Linked DNA regions of Ovis aries: region 1 is linked to region 2. Evidence: chromatin contacts called from public Hi-C data. All regions are on one chromosome and are shown on one strand. Each heading gives the region's core, a stretch centred on a gene start, on an enhancer-like site or on the middle of the called end of the contact. The rest is flanking DNA. Distances are from core to core; before and after follow the strand shown.

Region 1 (6,183 bases), core at 1,857-4,356, 160 kb after region 2:
TCTCTTTTCTTTTTTTGCTTTTCAGATTTCCTCCCAAAATATCTTAAAAAAAATTTTGTGCTTTTCAATGGGTAATTTCAACTTCCTAATAATTTTACTTACATAAAAATGTATGGAATAAATGAGGTAATGTTTTGACTACATATTTAATACACAAAAACATGCATAAATTCAACATACAGAAATCTACAAGTGCAACAGAAGAGAAAATAGATAGATATTGTAATACATCCATAGAGAAGCATAAACTAGGAAAGAAGTACATATATAAAATATTTTAGAGAAGTTAGAACCATGGTTTCAAAATTGGCAAAAGTATATACTCTGCTTTAAATACTTAAATATCACCTCATACAACTTTACCTTCTTTCCTGTCACATAATTAGTTCTAATTTCTTATGCAGCATAAACATAACATTATGCTTTAATATGACTATACTGTGTTTCTTTCTAGAAATACTTAGATATATCTTTGACTTCATGCTCAGCTACACTGTGAATAATTTTCTGTCTAGTCTTTTAATCAGTGTCACTAGATTCATGGTAAAAAAAATGTTTAAGTAAAAATAACTGTTACTTGTGAAAAACAGAAATGATACATTAAAAAGAGCTTACTAAATTAAAAAAAACAGTCCATACCAGATCCAAATTAAAACTAGAAGTTATAAAGTTGTTAGAAACACACAAAAATCCTTCCCTTTCTCTAGCCTTCCAAAAGGCGAGAAATGCTGAAATTAAAACTTACTAGGTAATTATAACTGAAAAGCCATGACCTTTTTCCAACATTACACATCTAGGATCCAGAAGCATTTGTAGGATGCAGGAGTCCACCTGACACAACAAAGAAAGTAAGAAAAATAATAAAAACTGAACTTAACCTACATCCTCTCACAAAAGATACAGTGACTAAGAGTTTGTAGAGCTCTAGTCCAGGGTCAGCAATTCTTTCCTGTAAAAGACCAGAGAGTAAATACTTTAGGCTGTATGCACCACACAGTCTCTATCAGGACTACTCATAAACAACACATAAACAGCTATAAATAGATAAAACAGTGTGGTTATGTTCCAGTACAACTTTATAACAACTGGCAGCAGGCTGGATCTGACCCACAGCCTGTCAATTACTGACCCCTAGTGTAATTCCAATGAATTTAATACTACAACTAGACAAAAGCTTCAATTAAATGCTACAAACAAGTCTCTACTAATTCCTCAGGCCTCAGTTAATTCATTTCTTAAGTGAAATTTAATAACAGTTTCCCAGTTTTGGCACTCTCCTTAAAATGTAGAAATGCTTTTACATGAGAGGACTAAGGTCCCACTAAGGGGCTGTTCAAACTCATTAACTATACTATGGATAGTTAATGAAAGAAGATTCAATGAAGTCTTTTTTAAAAAAAAAAAAAGTCTATGTCTTTAAACTAGTTAATCATTAGGATTTAGAATAAATGAATTTTAGAGTATGAAGAGACCTAACCACCTAAAGACATGGAGAGGTAAGTTCATGAAGATTATAAACTGTCTCAGTCCTCTTTTTGAAATAAAGCTGAAAAAAGGAAGATATGTGCATTGCCTAAAGACAAAAATTCTTAAATTTTTTTTCTTAGAGAATGTACTATTTGCGCAGTAGTCTGGCTATGTATTTTCTGTTACTAAAGTCAGATATAAAGATGAAAAGAAAAGAAAAGTAAGCTAAGATTCATAAACAGTAGTGGAGGCGCTTAAGCTAAAATTCAGGTCTGTTGTCAATTCAGGAGTCTTGTAGCACTAAAGCTCTCTATACAAATAACTACTTTTTCCAACTGTCCCTATTCTTATGTTATAAACCCTGCCTGCTACCCATTTCATTAAAGGGGAAAAAAAAAAATCCATGGTGTTTAAAATGTAAATAACTGTCGGCTTCAATACTGATCTAAAATCATTTTCTCAAAGACATACTTTCTAAAATGTTTGCGAAACAGGACAATTCTTTCCCCATCCGCCTAATGCCCAGCTTCAAGGACACTTCTGCTTTCTTTCCACTTTAATCTCTTCAGAGTATTTTCCCTGACAAAGTTCTAAACCATACTTACGGGTCCCCCCTTTCCCTCCTTTTGACGTCTTTTCTACGCTCTAAGCTCCTCAAGGGCGCTCAGCCTGAACATAAAAGGCGCTGAATATTTGCTGAATAAATGACTGAACGGAAAAAGAATGTATAATTATGACCTTTCATAAAAGAGGTCAAATCATCTGACACACACTATTCGACTTGACAGTTATGAAAATCATCTTGCCAGAGGTGCATTACTGTGACTAGTATCATAAAGCGCTTCTTAAAGTTTCCAAAGAATTTACAATCCCTTGCAATGACGCTGCGCTGACCGAAAGTAGGGTAAGAAATGTTTCCTTGTACTAAGCAAAAGCTAGCCCGGCAAAAGCTAGCCTCGCTTTCTTTGCGAGGAAAGACTATCAAGTATCCAGTCTCTACTGCTTCAGGAAACCCGCCTCCAGGGCTGCTCGCGGGAGCCCGGAGAACCTCGCCCAAAGCCCGGGTTGGGGCCCCGCTCCCAGCCAACCCCCGCCGTTGCGGGCGCCGCTAGGGCGGATCCGGGGAGCGGCGCGCGGGCTAGGCGGGCTCCGACCTTCCGACCTTCTCCGCACGCCCAGGGGCTCCAGCCTGCGCGGCCAGAGTCCACGCCTACCTGTTGTGCTCGGGTGAAACACACTTTCCCAGAGCCCAGGAGGAAGGACCGGCTGCACTGGCCATTCGGCCGTCCCCGCGCCCATCCCCTCCTCGGCGGGCTCCAGCCCCTTCGACCAGGACACCTAATCCTTCGATCCGTTCCGGCTCCCGGGGTCCCAACTTCCTCCACCTCTTGGCTGCCGCGACCACCCTGCGGACCCCCAAGCAGCTCAACTCACGGTGCAGGGCCCCGGTGTGTGTTTCTTCCCCGCCGGCAGGCAGCCCGGACACCGCCCCCTCGCGCCCGGAGCCGCCTTCACTCTTGGGATTCCCGACTGCTCGCCCCCGGCGTCCCCCCCACGACTCAGCGCCCGTCCCAGCCCAGCCACGCTGTCGGCTCCACAGTGCGGCAGGGTAGCACCGGGACCCGCCGGCAGCGGCGACTGCGAGACAGCGGGGCGGGAGGGGCTCGAGCGGGGCGGGGCCGGAAAGCTCGGAGCCTGGAGTGCGGCGGGAGCCAGCGATTGGGAGCGCGCCCCGAACCGCACCGCCGACCAAGGCCCCGCCAGCCGGCGGCCGAGCTATCGAGCGCCCACTCTGGCAGGCGTGAGTGCTCCACCGCCGAAAGAGCGATGAAGGAGACTGCGGCTCAAGTTGAGGCCAGGGCAGCAGTTTTGCAGTCCGGAGAGCTTGGCCACACCCATTTTTGTTTGTTTCTAACGCCAGCCAGAATCCTTGGGGACAGCCTTCGGGCATCTGAACACGACTAGAGCCTGGAGAAATTCAGGCAGGGAGTGTAGGTGGGTGGGTGTAGACATGGAAGGGACCCTAGATAGCTTTGTAGTCCTACAGCCCGAAACTCTGGGGCCTGGCTCAAGGTCACACACCCCAGCCACGGGCAAAATTAGGATTAACAACCTCTTGGCCCCCAAGTCAATTGAGTTTTTCTAGCATACTCAGCATTTTGAATCTAATTTTCCAATTTTTATTTTGAAATAATTGCAAGCTTAGAAAAGTGCTTCTAGTATAGAGAACATTTTTCCTTCCCGAACCATTTGAGATCTAAGTTACTGAGAGGGTGCCACACTGTCCCTAAATGCTTTGAAGTTGCTCAGTTGTGTCCGACTATTTGCGACCACATGGACTGTAGCCTACTACGATCCTCTGTCTATGGGATTTCCCAGGCAAGAGTACTGGAGTGGGTTGCCACTTCCTTCTCCAGAGGATCTTCCCGGCCCAGGGATTGAACTTGGGTCTCCCGCATTGTAGGCAGAAGCTTTACTGTCTGAACCACCAGGGAAGGTTAAATACTTTATATGTCTTCCTAATAAGCACATGCCTGGTTGCTAAGTCGCTTCATTAGTTGCCAACTCTTTGCGACCCTATGGACTGTAGCCCGCCAGGCTCCTCTGTCCATGGGATTCTCCAGGCGAGGAGTGGGTTGCCATTTTCTCCTCCAAGGGATCTTCCCAACCCAGGGATCTAACAAGCATCTCTCTGACATTGGCAGGTGGGCTCTTTATCACTAGGGCCGCCTGGGAGCTTCAGCTTCAGCATCAGTCCTTCCAATGACAATCCTAGACAGCATATTAAAAAGCAGAGACATCATTTTGCTGATAAAGACCCATATAGTCAAAGCTATGGTCTTTCCAGTAGTCATGCAGGGGTGTGAGAGTTGAACCATTAAGAAAGCTGAGTACTGAACTGATGCTTCAAATTGTGGTGCTGCAGAAGAACCTTGAGTGCCTTGGACTGCAAGGAGATCAAACTAGTTAATTCTAAAGGAAAAAACCCTGAACATTCATTGGAAAGACTGATGCTGAAGCTGAAGCTCCAATACTTTGGCCACCTGATGCAAAGAACTGACTGATTGGGAAAGACCCTGATGCTGGGAAAGACCTCAGGCAGGAGGAGAAGTGGGCAACAGAGAATTAGATGAATATTGGCATCACTGACTCAATGGACATGAGTTTGAGCAAGCTCCAGGAGTTGGTGATGGACAGGGAAGCCTGGTGTGCTGCAGTCCACCGGCTCACAAAGAGTCTCAGTGACTCTTAGTCTTATCACTAGTGACTAAACAACAAAAATAAGACTTCCCCAGTAGTTACTTTTTTCCTCTTTGTAATGAATAAGTTACTTTGTGGGGTTAATTCTTTGAAACTATATTTTTTCCACTCATCAAACTTTCAATTAATTTATTTCTATTAGTATAAATTCAGAGTTTCCTATTTGATTAAATGGGTAATAATCTGTTTTTATCATTGTTTACTTTGGTGTTCAAAGTGTCCCAAGGTTGGTCAGTGGGATTTACCCATTCACACTGGCCCCTATGTCTTTGTGTGTTTTAAATCCTTTCACAATGTAAAACAATTTTTAAATATAGAAAATTTGAAAGAGTTTTATATAACATTTATTCCAGCCTCCAGATTCTTCATTAACACTTTACTATTCTGTGCCCTTTGACACACCTCCATCATTTCTGGTGTACTCCCTTACTTCCTGGCACAAGATAAGCCTCATTTTATCCCAGCACTCGCTGCCATTGATCTGGGAGCCTGGGGTTCCTTTTAGTGGAGAAAGGTATTTAGAAACACTAGGCATGCTCACCGGAGAAGCCAACGGCAACCCACTCCAGTACTCTTGCCTGGAAAATCCCATGAGCGGAGGAGCCTGGTAGGCTGCAGTCCATGGGGTCGCTAAGAGTCGGACTCGACTGACTGACTTCACTTTCACTTTTCACTTTCATGCATTGGAGAAGGAAATGACAACCCACTCCAGTGTTCTTGCCTGGAGAATCCCAGGGATGGCAGAGCCTGGTGGGCTGCCGTCTATGGGGTCACACAGAGTTGGACACGACTAAAGTGACTTAGCAGCAGCAGCAGCAGCAGCAGCAGCAGGCATGCTCACTATTACTGGGGTATCACCACTCAGGCTGTCTTAGGGTTTCCGGCTAGGGAATACTTGTACCTTAACACACACATACAGTACATCTGTGTATGTGTACTCACATATACATTTACAGCTGTCATTTCTTTTTTTAACAACATATATTGAAAACTGTATTTCACAGTAATACCTCCAATCTAGCATCACATAGTTTATTCTAGTCATAGTTTATCCTCCCTTCCACATTTGTAACTCTTTTCTAGTACAGAGAACATTCTAGATCCTATTTTTCAGATATTTATTGTTTGAACACCTATCCTATATTTAAGCAATCACCACTGCTGCCATCTCTCCCTTTGGAGGATGCTGCCCTTACCCCCACTAAGGTGTGAAACCCCCAAACTAGCCACCACAAGCCCCTTTTTCTCTTCCCTTACCCCTTCTCCCAAACTCTGTCCTCATCCCAGTCATGGAGCCCTCCCCACTTTATTCAGGCTCCATCCCTCACCAAGTATCCTCCTTTTCCCACTTGATACACACACACACACACAAACACACACATACACACACATTTTAACACATGTCTGTGTGTGGGGGGGTACTGTAAACTATGCTGAGAAAGGTACAAAGATATT
Region 2 (6,904 bases), core at 3,077-5,576:
TGGAAAGGATAATGAAAAGAATAACAATTGTATTAGGATGGTAGGATTTTGCATTGATGAGTTTGACATTTTAACAATTTCCTTTAAAACTGTTTTAATATAATGACACTTATTAAAAATGCCATTACAAATACCTCTACTACTACATGTTAGTACTTAATGGAAGATATGATAGTTGATGTGATTGGTACGTACAACTTTTTAAAATACCAGATGTAATTCTCAGGTTAATGAAAACCCTCTAATGAAAGCTATGAATGCTCAAAAATCTATTTCACTGTTCTATGATTCTGACCAAAACAAGTGTTAACAGAGGGGCTAAATTATTATGTTCTCAAAATTTGCCAATAACTACTTGAAATAAATGAGCCACAGACTGCGATTTGGAACCGCCTCAATGGGACTTACAACTAAGATTATTAATTATTCATTTATTAATTTATCTTCATTAATGATCCATTCAAAAATGAAGATGATCAAAAATACATCAATTTACTGAGTAATTCAGCCTTATTCCCACCTTAAAGAAATTAAGATAGTTATACCAAATTTTGTCAACATCTCAAACATCTTCTACTAATTACTTCAAAATGGCATTAAAACCAATAAAGAAGCATCTGAGTCTTCATTTACTTATCACCAGAATTCAAAATTATAAATATAAAATAAATAAAAAACAAATGTGTTCAGTATTTGCAAGTATCACATAAGAGGAAAAACATGGCATTAATGGCCAACCTAGTAATGATTCCTTAACATTTCTGCACAAATTCTACATAATCCTCTAAATAAAATTGCTTAAACTCTCAAATCTCAATCTTACTATTCCAAAAACTATGCCATGTGGTTAACATTCAATTTATACCCTCTCCAAACTGAAATTTACAAAGCCGTAAGTTGCTTTAACAGTACAGGAAATTCCCTGACAGTCTGTGTTCTAGTGGTTAGGACTCAGTGCCTTCACTGCAGTGGCCTGGCTTCAATCCCTGGTTGGGGAACTAAGATCCAGAAAGCCGCAAAGTGCCACCAAAAAAACAAAAACCAACAAACAAAACCCCCAAAACAACAATGCCAAAAAAACACAGTGTCCTAAAACTTACCAATGACAAAAGGGCAGTTGGAAATGTATTATTATCTGTATTTTCATATCAATTTCAAGTCAATTTCTTGATACAGAAATAAAGAAGCATTTGCATTTTCTCAGTTTATAACATGTTTTGAAAATGAATCAGTCAGGTTATCGGGTAGAATTAGCATTCTCTACTAATTCCTATTCAGTCAACAAACATGTATTTGTGTCATCACAATTATCATTACTGGAGTTAGTTTACCTACCAATTTTTATTTCTCAGAAAATTGTTAATGCAAAACTACAGAAGCTTTTCAAAAGATAAGTTTTAAAACTCACTAAATAAACTGGAGCCTATTATACAGACTGAAGTAAGCCAAAAGAAAAACACCAATACAGTATACTAACGCATATATATGGAATTTAGAAAGATGGAAACGATAACCCTGTATGTGAAACAGCAGAAGAGACACAGATTTATAGAACAGTCTTTTGGACTCTGTGGGAGAGGGCAAGGGTGGGATGATTTGGGAGAATGGCATTGAAACATATATATTATCATGTGTGAAACAAATCGCCAGTCCAAGTTCGATGCATGATACAGGGTGCTTGGGGCTGGTGCACTGGGATGACCCAGACGGATGGGATGGGGAGGGTGGGGGGGGGGGAGGGTTCAGGATGGGGAACACATGTACACCTGTGGCGGACTCATGTCAATGTATGGCAAAACCAATACAATATTGTAAAGTAATTAGCCTTCAATTAAAATAAATATATTAAAAAAATAAAACTCACTAAAGAAAAATTCTATACAAATTCAAATCAGCAGATGGTTGAAAACACGTTATGCCCAGGTCACTACAGCATCCCCAAATGAAAATGATGAAGGGTTGCACTTACGTTTCAAAACAACGATCCACGTTGTCAGACATCAAAAGCAGCATGCATAGCTGTTCAAGGGCTATTAGTTGCATGTCCCTTTCATCTCCTTGTCCCATCTGCAGCCATTCCAGCAAAGTATCTGGGTCCACATCTGCCATTGTTTCTTAGGCTTCTTTGCTTAAATTTAAAAAGCAAAGGCAAAAATTCCTTTAAATGTCCAGGACTGAACAGCGTGGGCTTAATTTTTTTTCTTTTCTTTTACATCGGCTAGAGCCAGATTTTCTTGGTATCCTAGGAATTAGAAAAGACTTGTAAGTATGTTTGGATAGTGTACTTAACCGTAGTTTTCCAACTTTCCTTATTCCTCGGGTTTAACTTCATACATTGTACTAAATAAAACCAGTTTTGCACAAGAGTATAAGCTGATTAGGCTGCTGCTTAAACTGGAAACCAGAGCCGCCTTTGTCAAAGACAGTCAAACAAGCTTCGGATCCCACTATTGCTATCACCAACATGTTTGCCAAAAGGCAAACAACACCTTACTAAGGGTTCTTTTTTTCCCCAGAAAACTTCCTTCCCCCTCCGTCACCCAAAGCTGATCTTCTGATAAGGATTAGATTCAGTATTTTAAGGAAACTTAGCACTTTGATCCAATTCCCCTCCAAATCAAGTCTCTAAAATTAACTTCAACTTCTTAAATTCTGCTGATTTAATTTACTGCTATCCTTAAGATGTCCAAATACAAACAATATACAAGATCTATCTATGATTTGATTAGGAATTTTGGCAGTAGCAGCAACTGTTCTTAAAAGTTTAAAAAGAAATGCTACAAGTAAGTGCAATGGACTAACACGTTACAGATCAGAACACAGGCCAATCTGCGGTCCTCTTTACCCATCCTCACCGAACGGGGCAGTTGGTTAAAAACAACAGCAGCCAACAACAGAGAAGCAGCCCCAACTGGCAAATCAATACAAAAACTCAAAAGCACTCTGACGAGAGGACAGCGTTGGGTCCCTCGTAACCCAGCTGCAGGTGCATAAATCCAGCGGCAGGTTCCGGTGGGCACCCAACGGCGGCGATCTGCAAGGGTGACCCAAAACTCGGGGCCCAGCCGACCCGGCGCCGGGAGACGCAGGCACTGCGCTCCGGTTTTCCCGAACCAAACCCGGCTAAGTTAGCTACCTGTGTCGAGGAGGAGGGTAAGTTTTGGAGGTGGAGCTGCGAGCCTCTCTACCCGAGAGAAGGAGGCCGGAGCAGGCAGGGCGATGGGTCTCCCGGGAGCGGCGCCCGGAACTCCGAGGCCCGGGGGGACGTCCCTGGCCCCGTCGGGCGGCGATCCTTTCTCAAGGACAAGGCGGGCCAGCCATGGGCTCTGGCTCGGACAAGCCGGGGCCCGCCGTGGGCAGAGTCGGGGGAGGTAAACAAAGGGGCCAAGCGGGTGAGTCGGCGGCAGCCCGCCGACCTCACCAGGGGCTGGGGTCTCGCTCCCGGGCTACCGCCAGGCATCCCTGATCCCGGAACCAGGCCTGACCCTTCCGACCGCCGAAGGCGCTCCTGCGTCCCCTTTCCTCAAGCTCTTACCCAGGCCCGTCGTCTCAAACCGCTCCGGTCCAGCTCCAAGCAGGCCGCGGGCTGAGCCAGGCCCGGCCGCGGCCCTCGAGTTCCCAGGAAGCCGCAGGCCGCGCAGGTCGAGCCGGGCTGGCGGCACAGGAAAAGCCGCGCCTTGTCCCTCCCCTTCCTCCGCGGGGACCTGCTGACAGGAAAGCCAGAGGTTCCCCAGACCGGCGGCAGCCAGCTCACGTCCCGACCCCGGCACGCGGCTCCAGAGGCCTGCAGCTTAGAGGCCCGCGCCGTGCTGCCAGCGGCGGCGGCGGGGGGAGACCGCGTCCATCGCGATCCGGGAGGGGGAAGGGAAGAGGGTCGGGGGAGAGCCGGGCGGGGAAGCTGAGGAGGGCAGCAGTGCGCCGCGGAGGCGGAGCAAATGGGCTGCGCTGGCTGCGACCCCGCTGGCCGCCACGTGGGGCGCTGTGGAGACCCGTCGGCCCGAGGCGCAGGGGCGCGGAGCGCCCGGTAGCTTCGTCGCCGCTACAGAAGGTCTCCGGCTCCCTCGGCCTCGTCAGTTGTCGCTTTCCTTTCGTACGCTCTGCGCCTTCACGTTTCGTTGTCAATTGAAGCGCGCTCCCAGCACCGCGCACATACGGGTGCACGCACGCTCAGCGTGTTTTGCACGGTGTGTATACACTTGGCGTGCTCCTGCTGAAAGCCCCAACGCTGCACGTCGAAGCTGCGGCCCAACCTGTCCGGGCCCGGCCTCCCGCCTCTGGGACCCGGCCTCCGGCGAGAGCTTCTCCTCCTCGCTGGTCTCCCCTCCTCGCGCACGGAAGTGCATCGCGGGAAGAAAAGCGCCACCCTTCGGTCCTGGGAGGCAAACTGCCCGGCAGTTCAGAAAGAAAACCTTTGACCACAACCCTGGGAGGTAAATATTGTCGAGTATCCTCTCCACTGTACAGACGAGAGAGCTGAGGTTCCAAAAGGTTTGAATTCAGGCCCGGTGGCGTTCCCAGGAAGCAGCAGTACCTCGAGTGTGTTTTCGACTTTTTCCTATGGGTTGTGATATTAAGTATGTCTGTAGTTAGTCCCTTCGAACGTTTTATTTCACACGCGTTGAAAACAAAACATGCCTGCGTATGAGAAGCTCTTGGAGACAGTTGAGACGTAATTAGTTGGAAATGTGATATAGCTTTCTTTTTTTTTTTTTAATCAAGAAATGAATCCCTTGGTTTGTGAGATAAGTAAACCATGCTCCTACACCCACTGTATTTAAAAAACAAAAATGCGTATTAGTATTTGAGGCGTGTTCCTTTAAGCAGAGGAGCTGCTGCATATCTTTGAAGAACTAGTATTTTGTAAATTACGCATTTGCGCCTCGAATGTCTATAGATACATGTCCCACTATAGCAGGTAAAGTTCCTAGGTCTCCTGCTCATAGGTCAAATTAAGAGATAAGAGTTGAGGATTCCACTATCTTGTCCCAACTACAGCACATAAGAATGATTATTTGAGAGCTGTGAATGTGACTTGGAGCTGCCAGGAAAATCTTCAAGGAGGAAGTGGCATTTATTTGGACCCCGAAGAAATGGGTATAAAGTGAACACTACAAGGGAGGAGGAAGAAGAAAGCAAAGCCTGATCAGTTGTAAAATAAAGGAAAGAGGACCTGTGCCTCAAGCAAAAACCAGCGTTAAGCAATGATGGAGAAAATAGGAGCAAAAGTCAGCAGGGACTTAAATGTGTGCGATACAGAATTTATGCTGAGGTAAAGTAGCAAGTTCTGGACTAGAACATTGACTGGAAAAGTTCTAAAGAGTCTTACAAAGATGTATAGGGCGAGAGTGACCAGAACAGCTAATAGGAACTACCTTGAAAAGGAGATTAACTGGGAGATTGGAAAAATCCTCCAGCAGTGGAGAGAGAAAGGGTCTAGTTTTTGGCAATAGGAAGACAGTTCCTATGGAGAAGAAATAAATCTTAAAAATGTTTTATACATGCAAATGTTTTATAAATGCCCCTATACATGCACAGCTGTCAAAAGTACTCCATGACCTAGTACATTTCTGACAATGAATGTATGTCAATAAACCATTATTACTCAAATTCCATAGTTTACATTAGAGTTCACTTTTAGTGTTGTATATATTCTGTGGGTTTAGACAAACATATCTTGACATATCCGCCACTATAATATCATACAGAATATTTTCACTGCCCTGAAAATCACCTGTGCTCTACCTATTCATTCCACTCTCATCTAGCCCCTAACAACCACTAATCTTTTCACTGAGTCTGTTGTTTTACCTTATTCAGAATGTTGCATAGTTGAAATCATATAATATATAGCCTTTTCATATTGGTTTTTTTTCATTTAATAATGTGCATGTAAGGTTCTCTTCATGGCTTAATAACTCTTTTTTTGTTTTGTTTGCTTGTTTTTAGGGCCAAATAATATTCTGTTGTCTAGAAGTACCAGAGTTTATCCATCCACCTACTGAAGAACATTTTGAATGTTTCCAAGTTTTGGCGATAAAAGTACTGCTATAAAGACCCAGGTGCAAGTTTTTACATGGACATAAGTGTTCAACTCATTTGGATAAATACTAAGGACCACAGTTGCTGGATTGTATGGTAAGAATTTTTTTTTCTTCCATTTTTATTGAGATTTAATTAACACATTGCACTGTGTAATCGTAAGGAACACAACATAATTAATTGACTTACATATGTCATGAAATGATTACCACGATAGGTTTGATGAACCTATCCATCATTTCATATAGATAACACATTACAGATTAAAAAATACTTCTTCCCTGTGATGAAAAAGAACTCTTAGGACTTAATCTGTTAGCAACTTTCACTTATAATGTTCAGCATTGTTAATTATCATTATTATGTTATAAATTACATTCCTGGCACATATTTTTTACTATAACTAGAAATTTGTACCTTTTGACTACCTTTAACTAATTCTTTCTCCCTCCTGCAAGAATATGTTTACTTTTATAAGAAACTGCTCAACTGTCTTCTGAAGTAGCTGTACCATTTGCTTTTTGTTGACACTGCCAAGCATCTTGTGGGCTCTTAGTTCCCTGACCAAGGATCAAGAGCACTGAGTCCTAACCACTGGACCGCCAAGGAATTTCCCCCATTTTGCATTTCCATATGCAGTAAAAGTTGCTATTGCTCCACAGTCCCTTCAGCATTTGTTGTTGTCCGTGTTTTGGATTTTGCCCACCATCCTAACAGATGTATAATGGTATATTATTTTAATTTGCAAATCCCTACTGACGTGATATGGAACATATTTTTTTCATATACTTATGAAAGTATATACTTTTCTTTTAATCTTTTCATATACTTATTTGTCATCTGTGTATCTTCTTCAGTGAGGTGT

The links. Hi-C and Micro-C count contacts between places; a contact is called where the count stands out from the background.
Region 1: a Hi-C map of hypothalamus shows a contact between it and region 2, with 2.8 times the contacts expected there. The contact joins the promoter of HEATR5A here to the promoter of HECTD1 in region 2. A contact is called at or near these places in 2 of 16 Hi-C or Micro-C datasets (hypothalamus and skin fibroblasts).

The regions. Positions count from the first base shown.
Region 1 is chr18:39,707,535-39,713,717 of ARS-UI_Ramb_v3.0, forward strand. HEATR5A (HEAT repeat containing 5A) reads right to left here and starts at 3,107. Exons shown (of 37, transcript XM_060401783.1): 1 at 2,902-3,107; 2 at 883-949.
Region 2 is chr18:39,549,299-39,556,202 of ARS-UI_Ramb_v3.0, forward strand. HECTD1 (HECT domain E3 ubiquitin protein ligase 1) reads right to left here and starts at 4,327. Exons shown (of 41, transcript XM_060401749.1): 1 at 3,536-4,327; 2 at 1,970-2,242. The coding sequence starts at 2,109.